2 separate regions of the Zea mays genome follow, and region 1 is linked to region 2. Evidence: chromatin contacts called from public Hi-C data. All regions are on one chromosome and are shown on one strand. The core of a region is the stretch at or near the end of the contact, and the rest is flanking DNA. Distances in the headings are between cores, read along the strand shown. Region 1 holds the start of LOC606481 (adenosine 5'-phosphosulfate reductase-like 7). Region 2 holds the start of LOC100280769 (RALF).

Region 1 (3,682 bases), core at 64-2,563, 200 kb after region 2:
CTCTTTGTTTGAACCCTTTCTTGGTCTTTTTATTGGCTTACTGTGAACCTTTGGCGCCTTTAAATTTATAGACTAGAGCAAACTAGTTAGTCCAATTATTTGTGTTGGGCAATTCAACCACCAAAATCTATTTAGGAAAAGGTGTAAGCCTATTTCCCTTTCACCAATCTTTTAAGTCTAATTAGTCAATGATTCGATCATATGATGTTATAGTAAGTATTTGCTAATCATGGATTTATTGGGCTTAAAATTCTATTGTTTAGTATTTAGTTGTGTTATTAGTTTTATAATTAGACTATATTTAGGGCCTGTTTGTTAGGGCTCTAGCTTCCCTAAAAACAACTCTAACTCTGGTTTTTACTGAAAAACATCTTTTTTGGTAGAACTAAAGCCATTTCGCAAATTGTTTAGCAAAAACAAATTATCCTAAAGTCAGAGTCATTTCACTGTAATAAAGTGTCAGAGCTAGGGCTAGAGTCGCTGAAGCTATTATTTGTGACTTCTTCTCCATAACACAAAAATAGCTCTCGTTTTTATGTGCTTTTAGCAGTAACTCGTTAAAAAGGGTGTTTGACAGGGCTCTGAGTTTTTTCTATAAAAACCAGAGTCCGAAGCTCTATTCTTAGGTTGGCTCCAACAAGAGCCCATAAAGCCTCATGTACTCTAAATATAGAGGATCAAACGGTCCTCTACGCTCTCCGGCAGCGTCCTCTAAACGGTCCTATAAATTTAGAGGACGCTGTTGAATTCTCCATATATAGAGTTTCTATAAATGGTCCTCTATCTATTTGAATGCTTTAAATAATCGGTTTAGCAAAACTAAAATATGTACAATACATTTGAGAGTATGATAAATATGTATATACAAAAAAATAAAAAATATTCTAATATAGGTATTTATATATAGATGATGTGATTTAGAGAACGTTGTTGGAGATGAAGTAGATATAGAGGATAGAATCTTTTAAAGGAGACCATAAATGATAGATATAGAGGATGAATATAGAGGACGAGACATGCTTAATACAATTAATATACATTCAAATATGTGATATGATATGGGTAAACTTTAATCCCAAGAAAAAAGTTAGGCCATACTTTTTGCAGGTTTTGACCCGTCATCACCACCTATCTATCCGAAAGCTACGAGTGACTCCTCTACCGTAATGTCCGGCCGCTGCCCAGCAGGGTTACCCTGTTGCCGGACCCACACGTCAGCTGGCAGCGGCTACGTTCGTGGAGAATCCTGCCGGCCGAAGCACGGGTAGTCTAATCAAACCCTGATTCCACGAAGGGCACACCAAACCTCGAAAGATTCCCAAAGCTGACCCTCTAGAAAGCCAAGAAAACTCACTCCTCTCTCCTCTCTCTCTCTCTCTCTCGCCTCTCGCCTCCGTCGGCCGTCGCCATGACCCGCGTCCTCCTCCCCCTGCTTCTGCTGCTGGCGCTGCCTGGTGCGTATGCACGCCCGGCGCGGCAGTATCTGGGACAGTGTCCGGGGCTGGAGTACGGGCTGCCGCCGTTCGCCGCCGCGCTCCGGGCAACCTGCCCCGTCTCGACGGAGGGGTACTGGCCCCCCTACGAGGTGCGTGTCTCTGAGCCCTACCTCCGGCCGTGTGGTTGCCTAGTTGGCGGCAAGCCGGCAATATTTAGTTCTCTCGGGCAGGGCGAAGCCAAACAAACCGGGCGGTTTATTAGCGTACGGTTCTGGCGGATCTCACACTTTGCTCCGATGCTCATGCCGAGAAATTCCTGTGCTGTTCATACTTCTTGATCGATGATGTATTGCTGTTTCCATCCCAGAAGTTTAGCTCCTTTTGTTTACTTCACTGATTAGCGTGGATTCTCCCTGGCGAACCATGGGCAGAAAATTTTGTTTCCTAAGTTTTTTTACGGGCCGGGGTGAATAGAGGCGCCTGGATCAAGCTGTACTTTAGTAGATTGGTTTCCATTAATCTTTCTTTGTACACAGGATCACTTTCTTGACCCCCTTCCCTTGTTTGTTGTTGACGGAATCTGCATGTTCTTGTGTGTTCAAGTATAAATATAATTCAACTAGTCAACGCAAACAGCGTCAAGAACAGTAGGGTGCGTGGCCTATGTCCGTGGTCCTTCGTTTTACTTTCTATAGTGTATTGTTGGGGTTTGTGAACTGTTTCCCTTACGTTATTTGTATATTTCCCAGTTATTTAAGCGTTTGATGCACATGGGTCCTAGTTGGAATGACTCAAAAATTCATTCAGTAGTGAGTATCTATCAGTGTAGCACCAGAACAACTAATGGGAACTCTCAGGACTAATTTACAGTCAACTCGGTAGGATCAGGGACTGGGACGGCTAAAAGTTAAATGTTGTTGTGCTCTTTAATTCTGGCGAGTGGCTTAAATGTGATAAGGGAAGAGCATCAAGTATGTATGATCATTTGCAAAGGTTGACTTTTACTGGATTGGCCTGGAGTTTTATCGTGTGTGTAGTATGGAGGTTTGGTGTCTAATAATACGGTATGAAGCTCACTTCCAAAAGTTTTGGCAGGTTGTTAGTGGGGAGGAGCTTCTGAGGATGTTGGATGGCAAGGAAAAGCACACGGCTGTCCTTTTCTATGCATCATGGTGCCCTTTCTCTCAAAGAACCAGATCAGTCTTTGATGATCTGAGCTCAATGTTTCCACGGGTTAAGCACTTGGCCGTGGAAGAGTCCAGCATCATGAAGCGTAAGACCCGAATATGCTGGAACGCAGTAATTACCTTTCATAATAATAGCTAATAATGCATGTAAGTGAGACATCTCTTTCCTTGTATATATAATCTGCAGCATTTTGTCAAGGTACCATGTCCGTGCACTGCCTTCCATAATAATAGCTCGCAACTCACACGTGTTCTGGCCTCTTGGTTCCAAAGATCTCGACTCCCTGGTCAGCCTTTACACTGCTGCTACAGGTACGTATTGGAATTTAGAATGTTATTGATGGAGAAGAAGAAATAAAAAAACAATTTAGTTACTTATTAAATGAGAGTTTGGTTTTGATGCAGGTGAAGAGCCAGTGGCATACATCGGTAGCCGGAAGTGGAGCGCAGCGCAAAGCACAGACGGCTATGCAAAGGCTTGGAACAGCTCAATTATTAGTGAAACAGTGAAGCGAGAACCCTACCTTGCATTGAGCATCCTGTTTATTTGCATGAGGGTGTTCTTTTTCTTCTTCCCAAAGTCATTTGCCCTCATCCAAGACTTGTGGACCGGATACCGCGAGCAGATCAACCTCGGAATCCTCGGCAGATTGGCCCAGCTGCTTGAATGCGTGCCTCACGCCGTGGATGTGAGGAAGGTGTGGAGCAAGTTGAGGCTCGTGGTTGGAGCTAATGAGAACGGTAGGGTCTGGGCAGCCCTAACTTCGTTGCCCCTTGGTGGGCGACCTTCTCCGATCCACGGGTTGCTGTTGGACTGATTGGCTCGACCATCTAACTGACAGCAACAACTAATATGCAATGATTTTATCTGTAAGCATTTAAGTAAGGCTCTAGGTTTGTTAGATTACGATCCAACTGTAGATATAATTTTGATTTGTTATGGGTTTTCTATAAATCTACATGAGTCGGTGATGGAAAGGTTTAAATATTAAATGTGATATATCGTTGGATCATAATCTAACAGACCAGGAGTCTTGTTTGCATGATTGTACATAAAGT
Region 2 (3,900 bases), core at 508-3,007:
CCCCAGCGTCTACTCCATTCCAGCTAAACGTATGGATAGCTTTACTGTTGAAAAGATCTAATGTATGACTGGACAAGTAAACTATAGACATCAGCTAAAAGTAGAGATGACTGCTCTGTTTCTGCACCCGCTCACTTAGCGGTGTTTTTGCACCCGCGCTGAGCAGACGCAGCAGGTAGTCAACGTGATGTTGATCAGTTCAAGTCTTTGCTAACTTATCTTTTAGGTGTATATATGTTTCTTGAAGAAAAAAACTACAAACAAAAAGAGCACCGTCTACAGAAGAATAAACTATTTCTGACGCGACGGCAGATTAAAAGTTATTTGTGGGACGTTTCGTTCCGAGGCAGCATTCACTCTGCTGAGAAACAAGAAAAACAGGTCATTTATTCCCTCCATATACGAACAGCAACTCCACATGGCGCGCAGAATGAAGATGCCGCGTCACGGCTCATGCCTCTCACTCTCAACCACCGTCGTCCAGACCAATACAATCCACCTCCAGCATATGAAATGTTTTTTTTGGAAAATAAAGTGGTTCCATGCTTCCATTTCATCTGCCTGTTGTGTACACGATGCCTCCTAGCTCTCAGCAGAATCCACCACATAAATCGCACAGCCAAAAAAAAAGGGAAATTTGGATCCATACCATTAAAAGATCACCACTTTGGATCCATACCATTACTATCTCACTTACATGTGGGTTCACATGAGTCAATAACATGTGTGGTCCATGGTATATATCTAAAGTTTGGATCTTTTAATAGTATAGATCCAATTGTTCCAAAAAAAAAAAAAACTCCATTCCTGCAAGCAGCAATGCAGGTGGGATCGTAGCAGAAAGAACAAAGAGCAGGGATCAGCCAGGAACACGGATCTGCATCTGCTGCTCTAGGTCAGGTCTCCACGACGAATCCCGGACTCTTGAGAATGAGCAACCCGAACTCAGAATCTGTCTGAACAGGACACTTGCAGGAACCAAGCAGCAATCAAAGCAATGGAATGGAAAGAATAATAAGAGTATTAAGGCGACATAGGATCAGCACAAGGATCTGGCAAACAAACCCCCCATACAACAATGAAAATCCATAGCTCTAGTACTACTTGTGAACAGCGGCGGCGGTAGCGGTAGCACTCGGGTGGGGTGAACAGGGCAAAAGAACTTATTCTCGGCGGCGGGTGGAATGCCGGATCCGCTCAGCCGCGGCAGCGGGTGATGCGGGAGCAGCCGCGGTGGTACGGGTTGGCCTGGCCCCCGGGGCGGCAGTTGTAGTAGCTGGCGCCGCGGCGGGAGCAGGGCACGTTGTCCCGCCGCAGCGCGCCGTAGCTGATGTACCCGCCGCCGCCGCCGTAGAGCGCGCGGCGGTGGGACTCCACGGACGCGGGCCCCGCCCCCAGGTCCAGGCCCTCTGACTCGTCCAGGCACTCGGCCACCGTGCCGCGGCACTCCCGCCGGCGGTCCCCGGAGGAGAGGAAGCCCAAGCCCAGATCGAGGTGGCTCGCGCCGGCGCCGGCCCACGCGGACGCCGCCACGGCCAGCAGCAGGAGGAGCACCAGCGCCAGCCTGGCCATGGCGCCGGGGAAAGCGCGTTGGGGGACGGCGGAGAGCCTGTGAGACGCCTGCGGCCTGCTTGCTTGGTGTGTGCGAGCGAGCGAGCCTTGCTGTGCTCGTGAGTCGTCAAGGAGTGGAGACGGAGTCCGTGCAAGGGAGGCGCAGACACAGATAAAAGAAAGGAGCGCACAGCTGGGCTGCTAAAAGAGGCCACGCCACGACGGATGGTGCTAATCCAAGGACAATGACGTGATTGATCGTGATTGCGGTGGCCGGCATAACCACAGGGCCATCGGCGGTGCCGGCGCTAATCATCCAGGTGGCGCGCATGATTCATTCTGATTGGGTGGTTAGGCCCTGCTTCTCCATGACAACAAAGCCTAAAACATGTGACAGGTTTGCCGAGGACTCGTGGCTCTGGCAGCCAGGATCCGACAATTTCGACCTGACTTCCAACCAAGGGATATTTGGTTTCCTGAATAAAGTTTAATTTTTTATCATATTAAATATTTAAATATATTATAAGTATTAAATATAAGCTTAATTAGGTTTAACAAATTTGTATTGTCTTTTATTCTTTAGTTTGTTTTATAATCGAACCATATTTAATACTCATAGTTATTGTTCGAACATTTAATGTAACAGAGACTAAGTTTTAGCTGGGTGAAAATGAACCCCAAAATTATCTGTGCTGGTGAAGCCCTTATTCGGTTACATAGGAATCAGAGGAGTTTGACAGGATTAGATCTTTTACTATTTAATTTTGAGTAGGGAGAGATTTAATTCCACTAATCCTCTTCAATCCACTCTTGACCGAACCCGCCGTGGTAAGGGCATGTACAGTGGAGAGACACCAAAACGGTTCTCCAAGCACAAGAGACAACTAAGAGACTCTATTATACAATGGAGTGTCTATAAATGTAGTCTACTAATAAATACAGAATTAAATGCATTTGTACAGCAGCAGATCGATAGAACAGACGACAAATTCGTACAGTAGGAAGTGAGGCGTCTATTACTACTTGGTTTATGAGCCAGAGGCGTCTCTTCACGGAGAGACGGCTCTAAGATTTTTTTGCAAATACACCCCTTAAACACCTTAAGAGCCTCCACATTAAACACCACTGTATATGCCCTTAGGGTTGATCACCCCCTAGTTAAAAAGGCAATCCATCAACGTTTCGGTTGATTACCCCCTAGTTAATTTGTGCAATGTCTGTTCATTAACCGTTAGCATTTACTCCCTTTGGAGAGCTAGCTGCAGATTGGCCAATCAAGTCATTTTGGATGCTAGGACTTCATTTAGACAACGAATCGATGCATGGTTTTTGTGTTCATTGAACTACATATGACAACGAATCGATGCATGGTTTTTGTGTTCATAATACAGCCGCAGAGCTATTTCATATGGGCAAACATGACAAATGTCACCCTAATTAACCACTCTTCGGTATTCACAATCATGTTCTAAACGACTTCTATTCCAATATATATAGAGGGACTAGTTATTAAGCATGTTTGTATATATAGAGTTAAAAGCCAATATTGAATTAGCTAGTACTCTGAAGCGGATACCCACATAAAAAACGAAATAGTTAGTATGTCACTATACGTCTACAATAAATGTAAGACCTCAATTAGAACATATAATGACTACAAAATGTAAAGAACCAAATGTAAATTTATTAAATGCAGCTTCCCCATGTATAACTACCAAATATCAAGATATATTGTATACATTTATGTTGAGCTACTATATGCATAAGGTCTAATGCCTGCGAAGACTATAATAAAACAAACAATAACACTCTAAGTGCCTTTCGAAAATATGATAAAATTTTATTTTTGCTTCCTAAGTTCATTTCCCAAAGCGTGGAGTACTCCCTCCATCCTAAAAATATTTGTCATTTTAGCATTTCAATAGATTCATACAATAGTTAATGTATATGTTATATATATATATTAGGTGAGTGCCCGTGTGTTGCAACGGAGACATATAATATCACGATAACTTATGTGTAAATGTGTATTATACTGTTATGAGATGGAGCACGACGTCCGCGAGTCGTTCGAGATGGTGTCGAAGCGAAACTCGGGCTACAGTCGAGCGCACCGACCCCGCGACGTGAGGCCACCCGTCTGCAAGGCGCATGAGATTGAGGGCGAGGGGGCAGTTTCAAGGAGGAATAATCTCCATAGGACGACAATGGAGTGGCGGTGCATGGTCACAAGGGCCTTGGTGACGGCGGCGTGCAGTCGATAAGGTACGTGTGGGTGCCGGCAAAGGGATGGTGAAAGTCGCCTAGAGGGGGGTGAATAGGCGGAAACTGAAATTTACAAACTTTAAG

Evidence for each region. A called contact is a pair of places that touch in the nucleus more often than the background predicts.
Region 1: a Hi-C map of ear shows a contact between it and region 2, with 2.6 times the contacts expected there. The contact joins the promoter of LOC606481 here to the promoter of LOC100280769 in region 2. A contact is called at or near these places in 4 of 25 Hi-C or Micro-C datasets (bundle sheath, ear, leaf and 1 more) and 2 of 3 datasets of contacts at active chromatin or transcription factors (leaf and seedling).

What each region holds. Positions count from the first base shown.
Region 1 is chr3:134,434,812-134,438,493 of Zm-B73-REFERENCE-NAM-5.0, forward strand. LOC606481 (adenosine 5'-phosphosulfate reductase-like 7) reads left to right here and starts at 1,314. Exons shown (of 5, transcript NM_001112336.2): 1 at 1,314-1,585; 2 at 2,532-2,705; 3 at 2,708-2,709; 4 at 2,811-2,935; 5 at 3,029-3,682. The coding sequence starts at 1,409. The coding sequence ends at 3,441.
Region 2 is chr3:134,230,501-134,234,400 of Zm-B73-REFERENCE-NAM-5.0, forward strand. LOC100280769 (RALF) reads right to left here and starts at 1,758. Exons shown (of 1, transcript NM_001153691.2): 1 at 655-1,758. The coding sequence starts at 1,572. The coding sequence ends at 1,198.